Linked DNA regions of Mus musculus: region 1 is linked to region 2. A link is a contact called in public promoter capture Hi-C data. All regions are on one chromosome and are shown on one strand. The core of a region is the stretch at or near the end of the contact, and the rest is flanking DNA. Distances in the headings are between cores, read along the strand shown. Region 1 holds the start of Vamp1 (vesicle-associated membrane protein 1). Region 2 holds the start of Kdm5a (lysine (K)-specific demethylase 5A).

Region 1 (6,012 bases), core at 3,076-5,575, 4.9 Mb after region 2:
TGCCTCAGGTAAGCTCTCTCACTCTCTCTGCCTCAGGTTTGTGGGACCAGATATAAACTCTAGCCAGCCTGTAGCTATGTTCCCTGCCATGATGGGCCATGATGGTCCGTGGCTACCCAAGCTAAACGCTTTCTTTTACAACTTGCCTCGGTCATGGTGTTTCCTCATAGTAATAGAAAACTAACCAAGACAGTTTCCAAATGCCTAAGCATGTCAGATATTGCATTAATGCCTTGCCTGAAGACTGTATACTGAGGGCTTACCTCCTCCTCCTCCTCTTCCTTCTTCTTCTTCTCCTCTTCCTCTTCCTCCTCCTCCTCCTTCTCCTTTCTTCTTCTCCTTCTTTTGTTTTTGTTTTTTGTTTTTTTGTTTTGTTTGTTTTGTTTTTGAGACAGGGTTTCTCTGTCTAGCCCTGGCTGTCCTGGAACTCACTTTATAGACCAGGCTTGAACTCAGAAATAGACTTTATAGACTTGAACTCAGAAATCCACCTGCCTCTGCCTCCCAAGCACTGGGATTAAAGGCGTGTGCCACCACCCCCGGCTTCCTTCTTCTAATCTAGTCAGGGCAGGTTGTATCTTGATCCTTAGTACGGTTTCCATTTCAAGCATTTTGTTACGACCCTCCGTTCCATGCCTTAGAACTGTCGCCTGTCTCTCTCCTATTTTCCAGAGCCCATCACACAGTGGACTGTTTCGACAGGGGAGATGGTAACATTTCTGACTCCCTACATTATCTGAATGACATCTTTAGTTCCACCTTTTTTTGAGACTGGGTCTTGTTAGGAGTTGATCTTCTAGCCTCAAGTGATCCTCTTCTCCATTCTCTTCTGTGTGGTGAAATTACAGGTAGATGACATCAGAGCCCTGGTTCCCCCTCACCTTTATTAATATTTGAGATGATATAAAATTCTAGGTTAATAATCATTTTGCCCAGGTTAAAAATATTTATTTATTTTTGTGTGTGTGTGTGTGTGTGTGTGTGTGTGTGTGTGTGTGTGTGTGTGAGGGCTCCAGATCCACTGGAACTGGAGTTAAAAATGGTTGTGAGGCACCATTTGCCAGCTGGGAAGCAAACCTGGGTCTCCTGGAAGAGCAGACGGTTCTCATCCTGTCGAGCCTCTCTAGCCCCTGAAAGCTCTTTAGGCGCTGCTGCACTATTCGCCTGCACTGATGGTGCTGTTCTCCCTCCTGTCCCATGTTTATTCTCTTGTTGAAAGATTTCAAAACCTCCTGTTTTGCTCTCCTGTTCTGAGATTACAGAAAGATGTGTCTAATTTAATGCTATTCTTTTTCTGTCATTGTGGTAGCTAGAACCCACAAGTTGGTCTGGACAAGCTCATTTAGTTCAGGATAATTAATTCCCTGCCCACACATTTCCTTTTCCCATACATCCCAATTTCCCCCTTTTCATATTCTTTATTACTCAGACGTTGAACTACTTGGCATGGCTTTTTAATTTCCTTAATTCGTGTCTCTGTCTCTCTGTTTCTTGGCATTTCTTCCCTGATTTGTTTTCAGCATATGACCACAATTTATTTCTCTTGGAACTGTCTCTGTGGAAATTCCCCAAGGCCTCCACTGAAGAGGAGCTTACCAGGGAGGTCTGCATTGCTCTTGCTGGTGCTGGGTGCCACTGTCAATGCCAGACCACTTGGAGATTCTTGCCAGGATGATTTTAGGAAGAAAAGATGCTAAGGCTCTCAGAAGTGAATAAAACAAGGATTTCAGGCAAAGTATTAAAAACACAGTTCAAGGTTATGAATTCAAATATTTAAAAGGACAAAGAGAGCTTCAGCAGCCACCTAGTTTGTAAATAATTTCAATTGAAGAGCATGCGGGGGCCAGTACTTTAAAAACTCCCTTAGTTGCCAATATAGGGATTCCAACTTTATGTAGGGGCTTTCTGTTAGGGATTGAACTTTGAGTAAGACCATCATGCTGTTTCCTATGCTATGCTGCTACCCCACGAGGCCACCACGCTCAAGAGCAATGCTCAGCTGCCTCTCCAGATGTCAGCTTTCACTTGTTTGACCTTTAGTCCATGTTTTCTTTCTCATCAGCTCATGAACATACTTTTAAAATTCCTATTCAGTGTCATCCCAGCACTTGGCGGGGGCTGGGGGGGCTGAGGTGGGAATACGGCAGAAAACCAAACCAAGTCATACCTGCCATGAGGCAAAATGATCTAAAAGCGGGCAGCAGTAATGCCCACATTTAATCCCAGCACTCAGGAGGCAGAGGCAGGCGGATCTCTGAGTATGAAGTCAGCCTGCTTTACAAAGCGAGTTCCAGAACACCCAGGACTACACAGAGAAACCGTGTCTTGAAATCCAAAATCAAAACCAAAATCATCAATTGTAAAGTGCAACAGAATAAAAAACAGGGCAGGGGTCAGATCTAAAGTAACAAGTTTAGAGAAGAAAAATAGCCGTGAATGGCATTTGTGGTAATTAGGTAGGTACCCGGTAACAAGACTGGACACAGGCTTGAATCTAGAATTGTCCCCCCTTTTCCGTTCCGTCTTTCTTTTGCCATTTGGCAGAAATTTTGCTGTAGCTTAGTCAGGCTCTACCCACACTGTATTTGTCATACCTGCTCATGAACATCAAAATGTCACAACTTGCAGAATGAATGCCAGGCCCTTGAAAGGAAGTTCCAGAGGGAGAAAAGGAGTATGTCCTGTCCAGTAATGAAATGCTGCATGCATCTCCAAAGACGTAAACGCTTGCACACAGGACACCAACATGTGGACATCTGAGTGAAACACATGATTGCCTGAGAGTTAGTCTCTGGGGGATGGGGATGGAGCTCAGTTGGCAGAGTGAATGCCTAGCATGCAAAAGGAACAGAGTACGCTGACCAGCGCTGCAGAAAACTGGGCATGGTGGTAAACTTCTGCAGTCCTAGCATTCAGGAGGCAGAAGTAGGAGGACCAGAATTTCAAGGTCATTCTTGACTACATTTCATGTTTGAAGCCAGCCTGGACTACACAAGCCTCTGTTTCTGCTGGGAAAAGAGTCTCTGAACGTCAAGTTGTAACTGTCCTATTAATGTTACTATGTTCTCTTTCCTTTTGCATGGATGCCTAAGATATAAACATTTACACTGCATCCAAAACCTAAGCTTCCACTAAATGTAAAATAAGAATTCTAAGGCTAGGAAAACGCAACCACAGCTATAGATTCCTTTAAAGCTGTGAAGCATAAAATAATGTTGAATTTTACAACTGATGTCTAGGAAAGGGATTCTACTGGAAGAGAGAAGAAACGTCTTTAAGTATTGAGAAGGAAAAATTGATTCTACTTAGATTTTGGAGGAGGAGTAAAGAGGAAAGGGCTGGGGCTGGAGAGAGATGGCTCAGTGGTGGAGGGAGCATATTGCTTTTGCAGAGGGTTTGGTTCCCAGCACTCACATATACTCAAAACCATCTAGGGAATAACCCTCCTCTGGCCTCCAAGGGCACCCAAGCATGCATAGATGCAGGCAGAAACTTGTACCATAATATATATATACATATGTGTGTGTGTGTGTATATATATATATATATATATATATATATATATATATATACACACACACACATACATACGCATAATGTGTGTGTATATATATATACATATATGTGTGTATATATATATATATACACACATATATATGTGTGTGTGTATCTATATATCTGTATATATGTATATATCTATATCTATCTATCTATCTATCTATCTATCTATCTATCTATCTATCTATCTATAGAGAGAGGTCTCAAAAAACAAAACAAAGCATAAACATAAAATAGGGAAGTCTACTTTAGTTCAGGTTTCTGGGCTGGGTTAACTAAGTCGCTGTGTTAACAGGTTTAGGGATGAAGTTCGTGATAGGGAAGAGAAGAATGAAGAATGTGGGTTTTATGGTCTCAGGCAGGGATGGTGACGGGGTGGTCCTGTGGCCAAGGACTTCATGAATATGCATTCACTGCTGAACCTCGCAGCCAGTTGGATTCCAGCGTCTAAGTCACTTGGGTTTCCTTCTGCCAGGTGCTGTGGGCGGGAGCGGTAAGAATGACAGCAGTCTCCAGCTCAGCGATTGGCTGGTAGGCACCATAAAAGGTCTAACTCAGCGGCGGAGACAGAGTTTGAGCTGGACTTTAAGCAAGCCACTTTTGTATTGGTCAGTGAAGAAATAGAAATAAGAGGACAATGGTAATTGCTGTAGTTGTGGGGGCGGGACTAGCAGGCCATTTCTCACGAGGATTGGACCTGGAGGTTTTGACATCATCCGAGAGGCGTGGTCATGTCTAATAAAGCCGAGAGCCGGCCCTGCACCTGCAGTAAGTTCCACCGCAGTTAGAGTTCCGGGTGTTTCGTGTGAGGCGGCGCTCGACAGTTCCGTCTGCTTCAGCCGCAGTGTCTCCCTGCCCGTCTCGTTGCATTCTCCAGAGAGGGGACGGACCTCCACTTCCTCTTTCAGAAAAATGTGAGTTGACTCTGCTCTAGGGTCCTCGACACCTCTTTACCGACTCTCCCCCGCAGTGTCCGACTCTGCGGGACGGGAAATGGCGCATTGCAGCAGCTGCGGCGACGCCGGGAACCACCAGCTCGCGCCGCCCCCAGACCGGGCCACCCCGGACTGCGGGCAGCGCTCCATCCCGCACCAACTGCAGCTGGCACTCCATGGCAGGGCGAGGGCGCGGGGGTCCCACGTACACCGCACCCTCCCCTCTTGTCTTTGTATCGTGGAACCCCAAAGGGGAAAAAGTGGGGGAGGTATAGATTCAGACAGGAAACTCGGAGACCCTTTCTTGTTTGACAGACTCTTAAAGCCTCTGGGAAGACTTATAGGTGTTCCTGTCCATTCTTGACTTGGAGTGCCCGCAGTCTCTGCGTTATGCATGCCCCTCACCCAGAGTGTGATGTACCTGCCTCATGGCTGTGAGCAAAGCTGCAGAAACTTAACTTGCTAGTTCTGTGGCGCCTTGCGAGTAGCTCAGAAAGTCTCAGGGGACAGTGGTATGAAATCTTAATGCAGCTGTTTATGCTAAGGCGATTTCCAGTGATCAAGTCCTAGCCAAATAAATATTGGAGGAGAAATAGGGAGAACAGTGAATTCTTCATTTTATCCAAAACACATAGTTTAGCCTTTAGCTCTTTTTGGCATCATCCCCTTCTGTGGCCAGATAAATTAAGAACTTCCCTTTAGGATCACATACACACAATGAAGAATTTTCTTTCTTTTCATTTATTATCTGAATCTCTTGCCTGGTGCTAGATTTATTTGTGTTTGTTCCCTCTTCCTCTCTCTCTCCCTCTTCCTCTCTCTCTCCCTCTTCCTCGCTCTCTCTATCCCCCTTCTTTGTTTGGCTTTTCCATATAGGGTTTCTCTGTGTACCCCTGGCTGTCTCAGAATTCCCTCTATAGACAAGGCTGGCCTTGAACTCAGAGATCCACCTGCCCCTGGCTTCCAAGTGCTGGGATTAAAGGTGTGCACCACTACACTCTGCTTGTGTTGCCTCTATTGGCAAAAGGGGGGCAGGATTTTGTATTACATAAGGGTTATAACTCCCTGAATAGGTTAGGGTGGAGTGTTTCTACCTGCCACAAATAGTAAATAAAGTGAGTTCTCCAAAGCTTCACAGCCATTTTATCCGTTCTCTGCATTAACATTCTGTGCAGTTTTTACAAGCCCATAGATCTAGATGTTTAGGGGAGGGGAGGGGTCCTTCTTAGTTGACTGGCTGCAGGTAGTTTCATGTGTGATGTTTGGAAGGAGGTTGAGAAAGCATGGTGGCTAGCAGGGAATCACGAGGTCTCTGACCTTAATCTTGTCATTGGTGCCACCATCCTGGACACCTTCCAACACTAGCTGCTACCAACTCATTGAAATCCCTCCCTCTGGTCTAGAACTAGATTGCTTAGCTAGCTCAGTAGCAGTGCAGATCCTGTGGCTCCCATGGCTTTGCAGATTCCTCTATGTTTAGGAAGGAAATGGGAAAGCGGCCCTTTAAGTGGAAGAAGCT
Region 2 (5,899 bases), core at 2,832-5,331:
AACTGAGACAATGTCAGCCCTATCTAAGGTCAGCTATAGTCTTAGGAGCCAGGTGTGAGGTCTTTACACTCCTAGGGCAAGGGCTTTCACACCCAAGCCATGGCTCTAATTTGGGAGTTCTGCTCTAGCTAACCATCTCATGAATAATGCAATACTCTAAAACCACCGCCTGATCTACTTCCTAAACCATTGTAAATTCCTGTATATGGGAGCGACTTACTTGGCTTTTATTCTAAGTGATAGTGTAATACCAGAGGCAATTCTGAATGTCACTGAATAGGCAACATTGAATTCCAAGCCCATGGTCAGCTCAAGGACTTTCTAGGACGTTGGAACACTGGCGAAGGCTTAGCTATGTCAGAATTCAATCTTAAAAGGCACTTATAATAATACTAAAAGAGAGCACATAGATCCATACACCAGACTAACGCGGGAATAGGGTATGAGTATACGGGTTAATGAGAACACCAAAGCTCCAGGAGGTGAGTTTCTGTGAAACTCTTTGCCTTGTGAGCGCTTCCAGGCCTCTCGGCCTGCCAAGAAGACTTCACTGGGGTGTGCGTGGCTGAGGAGGAAGAGGAGGAGGAGGAATCTTAAACTTACTATGTATTCCAGGCTGGATTAAACCCTTGATTCTTATGTCTTGTTGTTCTGCTGGAATTATGGGATATCTGCCATGCTAAGTTTGTTAGCTTTAATTATTATTATATGAAAAATATAAATATACAAATACATAATCTATGTAAGTAAAAGTTTTTTGGCTCTTTCAGTACTTTTAAAATGTATACATGTTATTTTGACTTGAGACAAGATTTCATGTAGCCCAAGCTGATCTTGAACTTAGTAAGTAGCAGAGGATGACCTTGAATGCCAGACTACCAGGTATGGCTAAACTACAGTGAGGTCATACTACCAGCTATAGCTATCCTACAGTGAGATCTTTAAAAATATATACATGAGGGGGGTTAGTGAGATGGCTCAGTGGGTAAGAGCACTGACTGTTCCCTTGAAGATCCTGAGTTCAAATCCCAGCACCCATATGATGGCCCACAACCATCCGTAATGAGATCTGATGCCCTCTTCTGGTGTGTCTAAAGACAGCTAGAGTATACTTACATACAATAATAAATAAACCTTTAAAAATGTATACATGTGTGTATATGCTGCACATGTATGTGCCCTCATAAGTTTAAAGAGAGCATTAGATCTCCTGGAGCTCTGGTTATAGACAGATGCAAACCACTCATCGTGGCTGATGTGATCTGAACTCAGGTCTTCTGCAAGAGCAGCAAATGCTACTGTCTGGTGAGGGGATAGAGCCATTTCTCTATCCCCTATAAGGGTCTTTTTGTTACCATGTTTTCCTATGTAGCCTGCTGTCCTGGAACTCACTCTGTAGACTAGGCTGTCAATGAACTCGGACATCTGCCTGCCTCTGCCAAGTGTTAATATATTAAAGACCTCCACCAGCCAGCCACAATGGGCTGTTGACAAAATGTTTGAGGACTAACCAGGTATAGAAACTAAGGAAGGAGAATTCAGTTCAAAGATAGCACACCAGGCAACTTAGTGAGACCCTGTATCAAAATTCAGTTTAAAACAATGGATAAGGGGCCGCTGAGATGGTTTAGCCAACGAAGGCACTTGCTGACAAGTCTGATGGCTTCGGTCAGCTCCTGGAACCCACACGGTGGAGGTGAGAACTCACCATGTGGGTTCCAGCAGGTTGCCCTGTGATTTCCACATGTGCTCTGGGCCATGTAGACACGATATTTTTAGCTGCTTCGTGGCAGAGGACCTACCTGTGAAGCCCTGGCTTCAATCCTTAGTACTGCAAAATCAAACAACCCCACTACCCCACTACCCCACTACCCCACCGTGGGAATTAAAAGCCATTTCCTTAGAAATTCTGTGGGTTTTCTTTTTTTTTTAACATTTTTCACTCAATGAGATTTGCCCACTCCTGTCACTCTGATGTGAGGCTTTAAACAATAAACTGTATATACTTGCAGTTCCAGATACTGGGGAGGCTGATACAGGAAGATCATTAGCATCCAGTACAATAATAGCCTGGATGAAACAGAGAGACCCTGGCTCAAAAGTAAAATGAAATACATCAGAGGCCGTAATTCACAGTCTTGCCAAATACTTACCAGACTTAGATACTAATTTCATTCTACTCTAACACTGGTAACTTACAGATGAATATGTGGTGCTTGGAATGTATTTTCCTCAGTTTACTTGAGATGAATTCATTTTTCTTTAAAAGTTGCTTCTTTTGTTGCCTTTTTTTTTTTTTTTTTTTTTTTTTTTTTTAAATCCCAGGGCAGCCTTGACACAGACAGCTGAGGATGATCTTGGAGTTGTGATCCTTCAGGCTCCATCCCCAGCCAAATAACAATATATTTTGATTGCGTATGTAATGAAAGAACTTTTGATGAGTTTTAAATTTTCAAGTATACCAGGTACAGTTGTGCACACCTTTGCTCCTCCCAGCACTTGGGAGGTAGAGGCAGGGGTATCTCTGGGAGTCAGAGGCCAGTCTGGTCTACAGAGAGGTCCAGGACAACCAAGGCTCTACAGAGAAACCTTGTCTTGAAAAACAAACACAAAAATTTAAAACAGTCTTTTGAATTTTACTATTTCTCTTTTGATGTGCATAGTTCTTTTTTTTTCAGATTAAATGCTAAATGACCTAAGTCTTGTTATAAAATATTTTAGTAATTGTATATAATTCATCATACCTTCCTATGTCCATTTTTTCTCTGTATATCACTTTTTCCCTTTTTTCTTTAAGCAAGAAATGGAGACTATACTGGAGTTACAGCTCAGGACACATTTACCTAATATGTTCAAGGACTTGGGTTCAATTTCTAGTACAGAAAGTAATTGAACAAACTAGCCTGAGTCCATTTCCTTGCATTCCTGATCCTGACTAGCAGAATAGAACCTTTATTTATGAGTCAGCGTTTTACCTGATAGCCACCCCCCCACTCCAACCCCCCCAGCCTTTGATTACTTAATGTGTGAATTTGTAGATGAATGTATGTGGACCTGGCGTGAAGGTGAGGTCAGCTTTCAGTTCTCTCCTTTAACCATGGGGTTCCAGGAATCAAACTTAGGATTTCAAGCTTGGTGGCAAGTGCCCTTCACAGCTGAGCCACTGTTCTGGCCCTTACCCCGTATTCTTGACCATTCTGGAACTCGATAAGTGTACCATGTGGCCTTATGGTGCTCTTTCTACATCTCCTTCCCCAGAATTGAGTTTATAGTCCTGAGCCACCACACAGGGATTTTCCTTACTTACAAGGTCTCCCGTAGCCTAATCAGGCCTCAAATTCATATGCAGCTCGAACTGCCCCTAAAGCATCTACCTTCATCACCATAAAGGTATATGGATGTGGAGGGCACAGGATAACTTTGGAGCCGGTTCTTGCCTTCAACCTTGTAGAGTCAGGCTTAGACGCATAAAGGAACTGTAGGACCGTATACCAGAAACGTGGCTTTTTTTTTTTTTAAACCAGCCATTGCTGATCGGAACTCTATGCGTGTGCAACTATGCCCGGCCTTCCAAGTAGAGGTTTCTGACAAGGTGACCAGTTTCATACCAAACTGAAATGGGTTGGTTACAAAGCAAGCGTTTTCAGGCCCTGCTTACTACTCAAATACGGTTTCGGGATGGCTGCCAACAGCTAGACTAGCAAGGCCAGGCCCTCTATGGGTAGGTTCCCAGTGTCGTGAGAAAAAGCAAGTCGCAGCTGGTGGTGAAGGCCGGCCCATGTAATGACGGAATTGGGCTGAAACCTATTGGTCACGGAGAAGCGAGAAACCCGTACGAAGGCGACCGAGCGAAACGAGTTGTACAAGACTAGCATTCGAAAGAAGGAAACGGAGACGCGGAAACTCGGCCAAGAGTTCGTCACTTGTCCAAACCTAGACAACGATGTTAAAAACAGGTCTCGGAGAACGAACAAACCCGGCCGACTAGCCACGGAGGGGCCCACCTTGCGTTCGTGTCCCCACCCCCGACACAAAGAGGAACCGGAAGCCCCTTACCGGAAGCAGTACCTCTGCTCTCCGAGGCATTACACATTCCTCCGCGCGCCGGAAGCGCGCGTTCCACCTTGCGGGGTAGCTTTTCCCTCGCCTCTCCTCGAGAGAGGTCGCGGCGCCTTGAGGGGCCGCGCACCCGGGGTGGACGGAGGGCGCAGAACTTTGACAGGCAAGCTGTGAGAAAACAAAAAACCAAAATAAAACAAAAAAGCTCCGCCGGCCGTCATGGAAGGGAGCGAGGAGAGAAGACCCGACTAGACGTGGCGGCGGTGGGATTTTGTTTCCTGCGGTGGCGGACTGATTTAGCAGCACGTTAACTTCCGGGAGCGTCCTGCCCCTGAGAGGAAAAGCCCTGAAGGAAACAATAACAAACGAGCGGAGGGAGAGCGGCTGGCGCTCCTGTGAGGACTCGTTCTCGTCCTAAGAAGATGCGCTGCGGCCCCAGTGCGGGGACGTGAGAGGGCTTTGGTGGCCGTCAGCCAAGCCTTTCCTCGCTTGTGCACCTCAGGCCCCCCTGGCTTTTTATTTTATTTTTTGGTGACCATGGCGTCCGTGGGCCCGGGGGGCTACGCGGCGGAGTTCGTGCCACCGCCCGAGTGCCCGGTCTTTGAGCCCAGTTGGGAGGAGTTCACAGACCCGCTGAGTTTTATCGGGCGCATCCGGCCCTTTGCGGAGAAAACGGGCATCTGCAAAATCCGGCCACCCAAGGTAGCGTCGCCTGAGGGCGGGGACGGGGGGCGTGCTGGGGCGGCGGGACGGTCCTCCTCCTCCCCGTGGCTTTCCTCTTTGGGGGTCTTCCGTGCTCTCCGGGGGCCCCTCCCTCCTCTCTTGGTGTCCCGAGGCCACTTTTGAGGATGTTTTTTGCCCTGGTTTCTGAACGCAGTTTCACGTCCACTTTGACATTTTATTTGATCGCGTGTGAGTGTGTGTGTGTGTGTGTGTGTGTGTGTGTGAGAGAGAGAGAGAGAGAGAGAGAGAGAGAGAGACAGACAGACAGAGAGACAGACAGACAGAGAGAGGGAGAGAGGGGAGGAGAGCGAGAGAGCGCTCGCGGAGGGGTCAGAGGACATTTTGTAGGAGTCGATTCTCTTCCTGCGTTGTGGGGGTTGTGGGTCTCCGGGCTCGAACTCAAGATTGTCAGGCTTTGGCCTGACGACTGGGCCATCGCATCGCTTCTCAGGTCCCCCTTCAAAAGACAGAAAGAGGTGTCTCTGGGACCTTTTCCTTCCCAGAACTTATTGGGCACGGATATTGTAGTGTGGATTGGAGGTAAGGATAACAAAAGGCTTCAGGCCCTTCCTAGGGAAAGGCGTTTGAAGTGTCCTGTCATCAGCTCACGCACCATCTTTCTGTTTGCGTGTTAAAAAAAACCCCACTAATGTCGACCGTTTTTGTGTCCAAGCCTACTGATGTTCAGTTTATCAAACCTTTGCAGGCCACTACTCGGGTTTCTTAAATTTAGTAATCCGAACTCAGGTTGTCTACAGGGTGATGTCACTAGACTAGAACCCCCACGCTAATTATTACTGCAACAAGGAGGCATCCTTGAGAAAGATAAAGAGCATTAATTTTTTGTTTTTGTTTTTGTTTTTTTAATGTAGAGGTTTAGAAAGAATTGGCCAATGAATGGTGATGGAAGAAAACGTTGAAATCTCTATATGTAAGAAATAAGAAAGTAAGGGACAAAGATTCCCAAACTGTACTATAAATAATCAAGTTTGCCTATAAATTGGTTAATTAACCTCACTTTCTAAGGTTAGGAAAGCAAATGATACCCGGTAATGAGTGGAATTAATTCCCTCGGAGGTTAAGTTATATGCTCAAGGTCAAAGGGTGGTTTTGTTTT

Evidence for each region. Promoter capture Hi-C pulls out the DNA fragments that hold promoters and counts their contacts.
Region 1: a promoter capture Hi-C map of cranial neural crest shows a contact between it and region 2. The contact joins the promoter of Vamp1 here to the promoter of Kdm5a in region 2. A contact is called at or near these places in 1 of 39 promoter capture datasets (cranial neural crest) and 1 of 9 other capture datasets (adipose tissue).

What each region holds. Positions count from the first base shown.
Region 1 is chr6:125,211,256-125,217,267 of GRCm38.p6, forward strand. Vamp1 (vesicle-associated membrane protein 1) reads left to right here and starts at 4,326. Exons shown (of 5, transcript NM_009496.3): 1 at 4,326-4,472. The coding sequence starts at 4,471.
Region 2 is chr6:120,360,018-120,365,916 of GRCm38.p6, forward strand. Kdm5a (lysine (K)-specific demethylase 5A) reads left to right here and starts at 4,082. Exons shown (of 28, transcript NM_145997.2): 1 at 4,082-4,761. The coding sequence starts at 4,597. It also overlaps a transcript of Ccdc77 not described here.